2 separate regions of the Mus musculus genome follow, and region 2 is linked to region 1. Evidence: chromatin contacts called from public HiChIP or PLAC-seq data. All regions are on one chromosome and are shown on one strand. Each heading gives the region's core, a stretch centred on a gene start, on an enhancer-like site or on the middle of the called end of the contact. The rest is flanking DNA. Distances are from core to core; before and after follow the strand shown.

Region 1 (6,183 bases), core at 1,035-3,534:
GATGGCTCAGTGGGTAAGAGCACTGGCTGCTCTTCCAGAGGTCATGAGTTCAGTTCCCAGCAACCACATGGTGGCTCACAACCATCTATAGGGGGATCTGATGCCCTCTTCTGGCAGGAGGATGTATATGCAGCAGAGCAACAATACATTAAATAAAGTTAAAAAAAAAAAAGTAGAGGGAAAAAAATTAACAGGTTCTGCCAAATTTCTAGGTAACTTATTTCCATTCTAACACTGGGGATTAATCCTAGAAAGTGTCCAGACATATTCTGAACACTCTAGATTAAGATGCTTAAAAAAAAAAAAAACTAGTCCATTAACCTGCAAATGTTTCCATCTCACTTGTAAACCTAACTTTATAGTAGATAATGTATTCAATTCAGATGATTTCACACAGGAAGAATCTATTATCATCTCCTTACACTAGAGGTTGGAAAATAACGTCTGCTTCTTTAATATGTCGATATGTAGGGTACAGAAGATCCTATCTCAAAACTGAAAGAAGAGTCCATAAATAAATAAACACTGAAATGATTCTCAAAATTAAAAAAAAATTGTTGAAAAACTTCAAGTCCTAGAAGGAAGGGCTCGTGCTTCAATAAATGGCTGAAACTGACTAGAGCTGCCAGCTTTAGTTTAAAAATACTTAATTACTTGAGACCGGGTCTCACTATACAGCCCTGTCTGACCTGTAATCTATATAGGTGGATAACTATATAGATCCACCCGCCTGTACCACCATGCCTGGTTATAAAGATCTTTTAAATTATGTGTGTTTATGATATGTGTGAGTTGGAGGGTCCGTGCTCGGGATACTGCCGAAGGGTGTGTGTGTGGCGGGGAGAAGACACCTTTCTGGAGTTGGTTCCTTCTGCCTTGGCTTCTGGGTGCTGAACATCACTCTTCAGGCTTGGGCTAGAAGGGCTTTTACAGCCAAGTGATTTCGTCGGCTCAAGGTGCCAGCTTTAGATGTGTGCTTTTCCATTCAAAAGCCATGGCCACATTCTAAAAGTACTTACCGTGCACTTTCTTACCAGATACTGTTTTTTAGATCCTGCGTTCACACTGTGAACAAAACTCATGGAATTTATAGTCTAATGAATAAGGATACTACAATTATCTGTACTATAGAGAGTGATAAATGATATGAACAGATACGAAGCAGGGTGAAGACGTACAGGGCAACGTATTGCAGGAAGAGTGTTTGCACACTTATACTTATTTAAATGCCTGGCTGGATCTGGTGGGAACCCGGATTTATGACTCTTATACATAACTAAGTCATTATAAATGTTTTTGCACTATAATGCTTGAGTGCACTTCACTCATCTTTGAACATGACTCAGCGATCCGCCTACCTCTGCCTACCACGTGCTGGGATTAATGGCGTGGGCCACAACGCCAGGCATTAGATTTTTAATTTTACGTGTCTGCATGTGGGTATAGGACGGTGAGTGTAGATGCCTACGGAAGCCAGAAGAGGGTGTCGGGTTCCCAGGAACTAGGCATTACAGACTGCTGTAACCCCTGCCTCCGCGAAGGTACGAAAACCTCAGCAGCAAGCGCTCTTAATTGCTGAGCCACCTCTCCAGTCCCTTCACTCGTCTTTATATTCCATGGTCCAAGCTCTGTTTTCATGCAGGAGAAATGAGAAGCAAAGAGTCTCTCCACAGCCGCTTTCCAGGGTGACTATTTCGGCTTGGTTAACCGCGGGATCCCATGAGCATCTACAACCCAGGCGGCAATTCTCAGCGCCTCTCATAAGGCGACAGCTGTTTCCATAGCAACCAGACGCGATGCGGGCGCGGGGTCCGAGTAGCAAGACCTGACCTGGTACCCAGGAAGTACTCGGGTTCGAGAAGAGCTGCTGTCACAACCTGGGGCGAAGGAAACGACATTCCCGAGCCACGCACCCCGCCTCGCCACTCAGGATCTGCAAGCTCGGCGGCCTCTGGCATCTCCAGCTACCACAACTTCCGGCCCTGAAGCCCCTCCCCTGGGCCCCGTGGCTCTCTCGGGTCCTCACTGCGGAAAGGTGACTGTGGCGGCTGCCGTGTCTGATCAGGCGTCGGATCGGGGGCTGCCACGTCTTTGGGACAGCAGAGAGGCCACTACAGGGTGTTAGAGCTCAGCCAAGCGTCGTGCGGCCCCACCGGTGGGGCTGGAGCCGCGGCGGCCGGGCGCCGGACAGGCAGGCGCGCGCAGGGCAGGCACGGCGGCGGAAGTGAAGGCACCGCTGGGCCAAGCCGTCTAGGAAGCCGCGGCGGGTCGCCCAGCTGGGGCAGTCGGAGTCCCGCCAGAGCGTCGGGATTCAGCTCGGGTTGCCGGCGTGATGCCTCTGTTCACTGCCAACCCGTTCGAGCAAGATGTGGGTGAGTGCGGTGCCCGGCGCGCTGTGTGCAAGGCGAAAGTGGGCGGCGGCCTGGGTGCCTGGAAACCCCGGCGGAGAGCGAAGGGGCGGCGCCGCTCTCGACGGCGGGGGGCAGCCTCGGTGCGTCTCTGGCTCGCCCGACTCCTGCCTGTCCGAGATTGGGATACCGAGAAGGGTTGTTCCAGTCACCCAGAGCAGGAGTGGGGGAAAAGCCTTGTTCGTACGAGGCTTAAGTTGCTGATACAAACTTCCTGCTTTCTCCCGAGCTCGTTAACACCCGTCCCTTTGGGAAAAAAAAAGTGCAGTACTGGACACCCTTTTTGCTGCCGAGGGCAGTCTTGAACTAGAGACCTAAGACTTACCAGGTTTAATTCGCATCGCTCCCGTAAGCACACATCTAAGCCCTGGTGGTTGCAGTTTTCGTATTTATTGACTGTTTTGAAGGTGCTGCGAGAGCCAGGCGCGGAGGATGAGAAGGAAAACTCCCAGAATCTTTAAATAGCCCAGAACAACCGATATTTGTTGGAGTCAAAACTTTACTCTGGTAGCGCATGACTTTCAAAATGAGAAAAAAGATGGATGGGTACAACTTAAGCATAATATTAACAGTAAAAGCACAGGCTAGCATTATTTTTGTAGCAGTAGTTAACACGCTCCTAGCGAGCTTTTCGGATTTAGAAATTTCCAGTCAAACAAAAATGCTACACATTTTACTACCAGTTTGTTCAGTTAAAATTTTTGTTCATTTAAGAAAAGACTAGAAAGTGCTTCATCTTGTTATAATTCTCAAAATCACGTTCAAATCATGTGAGTGACTAATTATATAGGAAGCATGTGAGGCTTAGTCACTGTTTAAGGAATAATTAATTGTTCTTTTGTAACAATACCTATGTGACACATTACACTTTTTAATTGTTATTGAATTAATTGAGTTTTGAGACAGAGTGGAGTCTTTATATAGTCTAGGCTGGCTTCAGTTTCTTAAAACCTCAGTCTTAATATTGAGAACTGCGGGATGCCAAGTCTGGGTGGGCCTCCACCCTCTTTGAGACCCGTGCTTCTTAGTGTGACTCTAAACGCTTTGATTTTGCTCTAATGAAATATGTGTGGAAAAAGCCAAGTAGAAGAGGTTATTTTATTTTTTTTTTCTTTATTAGTTTGTTATTTGTGTGCGTGGGTGTTTTGCCTACATGTTATATTTGTCACTTGTGTGCTGTGCCCGAGGAGGCCAGAAGACAGTGTCAGATCACCTGTCACTGGAGTTACAGACAGCTGTGAGCCACCGTGTGGGTGCTGGGAAGAGCAGGGAATGTTCTTAACTGAGCCATCTCTCCAGCCCATGACAGATTATTTAAAATACAAAACCTATGAACTTTTTAATTTTTTAATTTAATTAATTAATTAATTAATTAATTTATTTATTTATTTGGTTTTTTGAGACAGGGTTTCTCTGCCCTGGCTGTTCTGGAATCCACACTGTAGACCAGACTGGCCTCGAACTCAGGAGTAGATCAGGCTGGTCTTGAATTCAGAGATCTGCCTGCCTTTGCCTCTCAAGTGTTGGGGTTAAAGGTGTGTGCTACCATGCCCAGCTTAAAACCTATAAACTCTTTCTTCAGGGAAAAAATTTCCTAGGAGCCTGCTGTTTTCAAATTGAAAACTTTTTTGGTAGCAATATTATGAGTTGCTCTGCCCAGTTTATTTTTCTATACTGTCTCCTCAGTACGTTCTGAAATCTTTGCATCAGAGCTTAGTGTAGTTCTCTTAGGTGCTGATCTTCAGGCACAAATAAACAAACAAACAAAAAAACCTATGTCGGTTATTTCATGGGCTGTGAAATTGGTTGAGGCCACTTGGACGAATGCAACTAAAAAAAAAAAAAAGGAACGAAATTCTAAGGAGCTCAGATTGCTCTGAAACAAGTATCAGGAAATTATATGTTGTGTTTTTTAGACCTTAAGGACTCTTAGTGTGAAAAAGTTAATAATGCAAACAAGCCATTAACTGATTGAGCATTTTACAGCAATATTCCATGCCCACTTTTTTGGGTAGCATTATCTTTATTTCTGTGGTTTATGTGTGTTAGCAGTGTTCACTCTTCATCCAACAGAAATGCATGGGTGATCACTGTAGATCAGGCATTGTAGTGTGTGCTACAGAGACAAAAATTAATACGTATACTGAGTGCTTGCTCACAAGACACTCAAGTCCAAGAAAGGACACGTGCTCCAGTAGATGGTTGACCTAAAATGTGATTAATGCAGCTTGGTAGATATGGGGGATATGGAAGATGGTATCTGTCCTACCCCTTTGCCTAAAGTTATCGATCATCTATGATGGCAAGACAAACAATAGTGTTAGGTAGCCAGTTCCCAAGGTAAAGGTCGCCATTGTTCTTTCCTTCCCTGGCAGCATTGCTTCAGTAGGAAGCAGCCAGGTCTTACATTATGTTCAATAGAGCACACACAGGAGGTTCCCAAGGAGAGAAAGTAAACATGGAGGACTTGGTGGGAAGATGGAGTGGCTGGTATTAAAAGGAGATGATTTTGGCGTGGCACGTAGACCCCCTTCTCTTTTGCAGCAATCCCCAGAGAGGCAGCTGTGAAAATGTTCAGTCCCTTTGTGGCTTCCGACTGATCGCAACAGGCATGTGAAGGGCACTTCACTGCGCCTTCTCACACTCGGAGGAAGCTCGTGTTTCCCTGAGACAGAAGGATAATGCTCGCTCTACGCACCACCCTATGCACAAGGGATGATGAAGTTCAGGTTATATGAGGACAGTACAAAGGTTGGCAGGTTGCAGAGTGGTCCAGGTGTGCAGGAAGAAGCATGAATCTCCTCCATGGAATGGGAGAAAAGGCTGTGGCACAAGCGTCCATGTGAGCATCCACCCAGCAAGGTGATTATCACCAAGGTCAAGCTGGAAAAAGTCTGCAGAAACATAATATTAAAAATGAAAATCCTGCAACAGAAAGCCAAGTCTGGCCAAGTAGGAAAGGGAAAGGGTGAATACAGGGGAGAAAATACTGAAAAGATGCAGGGGTAGAGGAACTTCATACATCTTACTTTAAAGACAGCTTGAGTAAGCAAGGGTGGGTGTGTGCTATTTGCTTAGGTTTAGTACCAGGCTTGTTACCTTTGGTCCACAGTCATTGCTTGGCTGTTTTATGCCCTAACCCACACTGCTTGTTGCTGTACTTTTTTCTCTTTGCTCAAGCCAGGCACTTTTTTTTTTGTCTAGTAGTCTGCGCTCTGGGCTATTTATCATTCATTGCTGAATGTTTGTGTTATTTTAAAAGTTGACGTTCTATTGCGTGTTTGGATGTACATGTGCCACAGGGAACATGTGGCGGAGGGCATCCTTGTTGAGGCAGAGTCTCCTTTCTACCTTGCTGTGCTCTCCTAGCCGGCCGGTGAGCTGCTGAGTTCCTGGGACAGTTTTCTAAAGGCGGGCTGGGTTGTGTACCGCTGCGTCTGGTCCTCAGGCTTCCGAGGCAACTGGCTTCAACTCTGCTGAACCATCTCCCTGGCCATTGTTTTATTTTATTCTTGAGACAGAGTCATAGTATGCGTCTTGGTCTGTCCTGGAACTCTCATGTAGCCTTGCCTGGCCTTGAACTCGAGGTCTTGCCTTAGCTTTCTGAATGCTGGGTACTGGGGTGTATGCCATCATGCCTGTATTAGTCAAGGTTCTCTAGAGTCACAAAACTTATGGATAGTCTCTAGATAGTAAAGGAATTTATTGATGACTTACAGTCGGCAGCCCAATTCCCAACAGTTGTTCAGTCACAGCTGTGAATGGAAGTCCAAGG
Region 2 (6,183 bases), core at 1,726-4,225, 240 kb before region 1:
CCAGCCTGGTCTACAAAACAAGTTTCAGGGCAGCCAGAGCTACACAGAGAAACCCTGTCTGAAAAACACAAAACCCAAAACTACAAACACTGCACCAATTTCTTAGAAGAAAAGTGATTCCCCAGATAATCTAATGTCAAACATGACCTGGCTAGACAATGGTATAAGCAAAACAGATAAAATTTTTTTAAAAAGGGCTGGAGAGATGGCTCAGTGGTTAAGAGCACCGACTGCTCTTCCGAAGGCCCTGAGTTCAAATCCCAGCAACCACATGGTGGCTCACAACCATCTGTAATGATAACTGAATCTCTTCTGGGGTGTCTGAAGACAGCTATGGTGTACTTACATATAATAAATAAATAAATCTTTAAAAAAAAAAAAAAGAACTAAATTTCTAAGTTCCCTTCATGCAGCATACAGGAAGTCTGTAGGCATATGAATGGTTGTCCAGTCTAGCAAACAAGTGTCCCCTGAGAAGCCTTAAAAGCTAAATTCTCAAGACAATGGTGCCAGAATCTCTAGGAAGGTGCTCAGGAGCCGCTCGCACACATGGCATGAAACCAGAAGGAAGAAGGACTAAAATGGTCCATGCTTGCGTCTTTGCTGTGGAAAGTGCTTCCTCAGGGAAAGGCATGAACGATGTAATCATGAGAAAGACACAGCATGGTCATGAAAGGCGAGTGGGGTAAAACTCAGTCCGTCAGAAGCAGTTTAGAAGCCACCAGACTGGACAGCCTCAGAGAAATCACCTACTTTGGGATCTAAGCTTCATCAGTAAACCTGGCATGCAGAAGATAGATGCAGACGGAGCTAGAGATATTTCCCTCACACAGTCCGTGGAAATCTCAAGTGTTTATATGGGTGCTTCATTTTCCTTAGAGAACAGTAAAAAGTCACATAGTAACTTTTAACACAGAAGCAGACTGACCGTATACACGGACACACATACACTTAAAATCAGCAAAGTAACATGGCAACTGAGTATATGCATGCATGTAGCTTGCACAGTTCCACGAATGTGCAGAGAGAGAGACTTGGAAATGACGCCCGACACAAAGCCCAAACTTTTTTTTTCTGTTACACTCAAAATGACTCATAAGGCAAAGAATACCAGGCTTCTATTCATAGGCCTTTGGAGGTCTCAATGGAAAAATGAACACTGCACGCAAGGCTGGTAATACATTTTTTACTGCATGCATCTGGTTTTCATGTATGCTATATTCCTGAAAACGCCTACTGTCAAGAATTTTAGGTTATGGCACAGCTCATGGTAAGTGGTCATTATCTCTAAAGTTAGTTGTCATCTAAAAAAAAAATCACCTGTAGTGAATGCAACCCCTTGTTCTGCTAATCCAGACAAAAGAAAATGAACAGAAAGGCAATTTAGATCTGTCACACAGCTCACAGACCTGTCAGGCCAAGGGAGTCGCTGCTTGATGCATCTTAAGGACTTGTAGCTGGCTGAGGTCCGCTCTGACACTGACCCACACTGGTATCAGGCAGATGAGGCGGCAGTTACCCTTTTTGTTTTTTTTGTTTTTTAACAACAGTCAGAGGCACACACCACAGTTAGTGCTTCTGTCTGTATCATAGACACTCCACATTCACATGGCCACTGAGGTTACATGCTTAGCCCCATATCAACAGAGCAGAAAATATACTCCAGGCAACATAATTTGCGAAAGGAGAATGAAGATATGGAAAGAATCCAATCTTCCGCATCCACGAGTCCATGGGTTCATATACATATTTTAAAAGCCAGTGGACTTGTTTTTCCTTTCCAAGGAAATCAGATAAATCATTTCTAAATATTAACTAAGCATGATACCTCCTACCTGAAATCCCAGCACTTGCAGGGAGGAGGGAGGAGAATCACAAATGCAAGCCAGCTTGGGCTATATAGTGAGACCCTGTCTCAAAGAAAAGGAAAACACCCACAGAGGTGAAAACGTGCTCCTTCAGCATTCTAAGAACAGGAGGAAAAGACAGAGGGAAGTGCTGGAGACAAGAAAGCCGCTGGTAAAGGACAACTGCTGTAAACAAAAATGCTTCCAGACCTTCCTCAACTAGCGTGGGTTATGTTATCTATGTGTAATACCGCCATTCCTCTAGTCAACAGATGTCCTCGGAAGCATGTAAACTTTATTTTTGAACATTCTCCTTCAGAATATAGAGTCTGACGGCGAGGGGTTGCTTTCTGTGATGGCTTGAAGGAGAAATGCTGCCCATGGCCTCGGACTTTTGAACACATACTCAGCTGGCAGTACTGATCGGAGAGGTTTGGGTGGTGCCGCTTTGCTGGAGGAAATGTGTCACTTGGGGAGGACCCTGAAATTAAAATCCCAGCAAAGGAGGCAAAGGCAAGTAGAACTCTCAGTTCAAGACCACCCTGTCTACAGAGTGATTTCTAGGTCAACCAGGGCTACACAGAGAAACCCTATTTTAAAACCAACAAATGAACAAATAGCTTTGCCTAGCCCTAGTACAGGGTATAGACCTTTAATCCCAGTACCTGGGAGGTAGAGACAAGCAGATTTCTGCGAGTTCTGGGCCAGTCTGTTGTACAAAGCGAGTTCCAGGATAGCCAGGGCTACATAGTAAGACTCTGTTTCTACATAGCAAGTAACTAAGTATATAAATACATAAATGGCCTCACCTACTTCTATTTCCTACTTGTGGTTCAAGATGTGAGCTCTCAGCTTCTGGTTCCTGTGCCCAGGCTGCCATTTGAGCCCAGGTCTCTGCTCAGTCACTGTGCACTCTACCCTTGGAGCTATAAATCACAATACACTCTCTCTTCCTTAAATTGCCTTGGGCCATGGTGTTTTATCACAGCAACAGAAAAGTAACTAAGACAGCGACATTCCGGAATGGGCAGCTGCTGTTAACATGTTGCTTTGAAAGGCAACAGAGTCACAGGCTTTGGTTTTTGCATTCACTAGTTCTTACAAACTCTTTTAGTAAACCACATCTTTGACAATACAATGCTCTGTTCCTGAATGCAGGGCAGGTGGTTACTTTCCTGTAATTTAGCTTTCAGATCAGTCCTGATATAACAGACGTTGGCAGGCAACCAACATTCACAACACATGACTGTCAAGTACACAACCCGTTTCCACTGTACTACAAACAAAACCCTGACACCTGAATGTTTTATGATCTTTCTTTTTTTTTCTAGCAAAACTTGGAGCAATATAACTGAAGTCCCCAGGTCTCCTGAAGGCCCCCAGGGATTCCAGGAAAATAGCACTGTTTGGCTGTTGTTATATATACTGTGGTTCTTTGTGAGTTTTAGTTTTGGACACAAGAATTCTCTATTTAAAAGAAGTTCACCAATATTTGTGAATTATCAGTAGTGTTTAGACGAATTTAAAGCAAAGCCTTGAATGTCTGGATGCTTGCTTCAGCAAGCTGTGCTGACTCATTAAAAGTGGCATGTGTTGTGTGGGGCAACATTAAATTTAGCAGCTGCTGGGTTTGTGTATATATAGTTTGTATGTGTGTGTATGTGTGTATATATATATATATATGCACAAACACACACCATGTCTTACGTCACTTGACCAGAGACACCTTAACTGGAACCATGGCAGACCATAATTATAAAGTATCTAACATATTTTTATACCATTATTGTTCAGTCTACACTCAATCTCCATCTTCTATTTTCTTCTGTTGCTTTAATTTTCCAGTGTGAAGTTATGCACAAACCTCAGGGATTTTTAGACTGGCCAGAACCCAAGAGGCTCCAAATAGACAAAACCTAAACAATGATCATCAGCCATTTTTGCTTAGCTGGATTAGAACTTGTCTAGATGGCTGCTGGTCCTTAGACACCCATTTTCATGGTCTGTGACCTACACCAACAGAGGTACAAGGAACATAGGAAGAAGGAGCTAGACCAGAATCCAGATGTGCAGCCCACGTGCAGTGAGTGTAAAATCAAAAGTTGATGGGGGGTGCCATCCTCCTCTGCTCTCCACTTGGACAGAGTTCAGAGACTCTGCTCAGCTGGCCAGGCAGCCTGCTCCCTGGATCCTGTCCCTACACCCCCAAGCACTGGACATACAAACAGGCCTCCATGTCCACCTACCATGCTCATGGGTTCTAGGAAACCCCAAGTTTCTTAAACAGTACGCTGCTATAGTTGGTCAATCTCACAAAAGGTCAAAAGATTTGCCAGCAATGAAAGATGTCGGAACATACAGTGAAACTCAATTCAAAATAAAGAAGATCATGAATGAGTCGTTTTGGGGCAGCATTTGATCATGTTGCATCTCACGGCTATGCCTCAGCCTCCTGAATGCACAGCCTTGCTCACTCATCACTACACAAAATGCCACTCAATGCCAACAATAGCTTTGTCTGCAACACATTAGCTCGTATCTGACACTGCTGTTAAAAACTGCAGTGTTTTGACTGTATATACAATGTTTGTTGCCCTTACAAAGCACACTGGCCTAATTATGAAAAACAAACACTTTTAGTTCTTTCCTACAACACTCACCAGCATGTATCAAATTAACATATCTCTGGATCTAGTTGAGTTAATTTTAACAACTGCTGCTAGAGAAGCCTGTTGGGGAGGCTCAGTCCTGTAATCATCACAGCACAAGTGCAAGAGATCACAAGTGCAAGGTCATCTTTGTGAGGTCAGAGTCAGCCAGGACTAAACGAGCAAAGCTGTGTCCCAAAAAATGGCCATCCGAATTGCTGAACTGAGTTTCATGTTTTAAAATGTTTAAAACTTGACTTGGAATGAGGACAGAACTTTTGAACAATATACGAGGTGGCGGTCTCACCATGGAGAAGTGTAAAATCAAAGCAGCCATCAGCCCTGAAAAACCATGAAGAGGCTTCATGCTCTACAATATTGAATACTTGAGACATAAATGCCAATATTTATGTAAAAATAAATAAGCTCTTCTATCTCACTGGTGTGCAGATACGGTTTCCTCCTCAGGAGATCGTGAAGTTGTATATACAGCGAAGAATTAAATTAAAATGGAGATATGCATTACTACAGAAAATGTTTCATTTGTACACTTGTTTTATACGTCAGAATCATACAAAGAGGACTGTGAGTGGAACAGGCTTAAAACAACAAACAAAAACAAACAAACAAAAAACTTATTTTATCAATAAAGAAAATGACAATCCAAGATGTTAAGAACTATTTCTACTTTGTAAGGTTGTTCCTTCAGTTCCCTCCAAGCCCAGACTTTACTAATGGGGTCTGTGGCTGTTCCCCTCCGTTTCCCAGCATAGGCTCTGTGGGGCCATTCAGACTCAATTAACTGGCACCTACATCACCATCAACAAAGCCCAACCGAAACTTGTATGTGAGAAGTCACTGACTACTCTTAATAGCATAACCTTACCTCATTTCCACTTAATAAAAACGTTCTACATGTCTAGGTGAAACTGCTCCAGCCAACACACTGAGACTCAGGGAGCTAATGATCCTTCCGGCTGTCTCGGTGGTTCAGGGTTAACTGGTGAAGGCTAAAGCAGAGAAAGCCCTCAAGGGCACACTCAGTACCTTATCACTTCCTCAGTTGGGTTTTTTGGGTAAACTTAGAGGCATGAAGAAACAAACTGCCCAAGGGACAGAAACCCAAAATGTGATAAACTACACAAATATTCTACAGTTCAAGAAACTTAGCATCAGCCTTTTGTATGGTGAGTTTCCAAGCACAAAAATTTTGGCAATATTTTCAATGGTGGTCTCTCAGGCCTGGTTTACATGTGCAAAGTGAAATACAGAGTTACAACAGCCAGGGGTGAGGGTGTAGGCAGACAAAGATGGGTCTCTGTGATTTGAGGCTACCCTGGTTTATATATTAAGTTCCAGACAGTCAGAGCTACACAGTGAAACTCTGTCTTTTGTTTTTGTTTTTGTTTTGTTTTGTTTTAAAGAAAAAAGTTAGAGAAGCAACTAAGATCAACAAAGACAAAATCATTTTTTTTTTTGTTTTTAACATCATGTAAACCAAAGTAACTTTTTATTTATATCATCCCAATAATTTTCTCAATCCTCAGATTTACCGGTACACTAAAACTAAGATCATTAAAAGCAACTGGGAACTAGACTTGCTGCAAAGAGCAAATCTTTTCTCATAATTAAAAAAAACTATTCCTTGTTTTTTTGCTTGTTTGCCATTCTCACAAAGCAGGGATCAT

What was found. HiChIP or PLAC-seq counts read pairs in DNA pulled down with a chosen protein or histone mark.
Region 2: a contact with region 1 is called in an H3K4me3 HiChIP or PLAC-seq map of stem cell-derived neural progenitor cells, with 22 read pairs. The contact joins the enhancer-like site here to the promoter of Stam2 in region 1. A contact is called at or near these places in 1 of 39 promoter capture datasets (neutrophils), 1 of 15 datasets of contacts at CTCF or cohesin (large pre-B cells), 5 of 484 Hi-C or Micro-C datasets (beige adipocytes, bone marrow-derived macrophages, embryonic fibroblasts and 2 more), 10 of 115 datasets of contacts at active chromatin or transcription factors (bone marrow-derived macrophages, embryonic stem cells, extraembryonic endoderm stem cells and 5 more) and 2 of 9 other capture datasets (adipose tissue and liver).

Annotation. Positions count from the first base shown.
Region 1 is chr2:52,738,250-52,744,432 of GRCm38.p6, reverse strand. Stam2 (signal transducing adaptor molecule (SH3 domain and ITAM motif) 2) reads left to right here and starts at 2,284. Exons shown (of 14, transcript NM_019667.2): 1 at 2,284-2,372. The coding sequence starts at 2,333.
Region 2 is chr2:52,976,258-52,982,440 of GRCm38.p6, reverse strand. All of the region lies in intron 1 of Fmnl2 (formin-like 2), which reads right to left. Among named protein-coding and RNA genes, the nearest start is that of Gm52511, 29 kb to the left of the region's middle. Within about 2 kb of position 2,975, at least 82 of the 459 cell types and tissues checked have an H3K27ac peak or open chromatin away from gene starts, as enhancers often do. A contact at or near this core is called in hematopoietic stem cells, pancreatic cancer cells, stem cell-derived neural progenitor cells and 1 more, where this site is marked.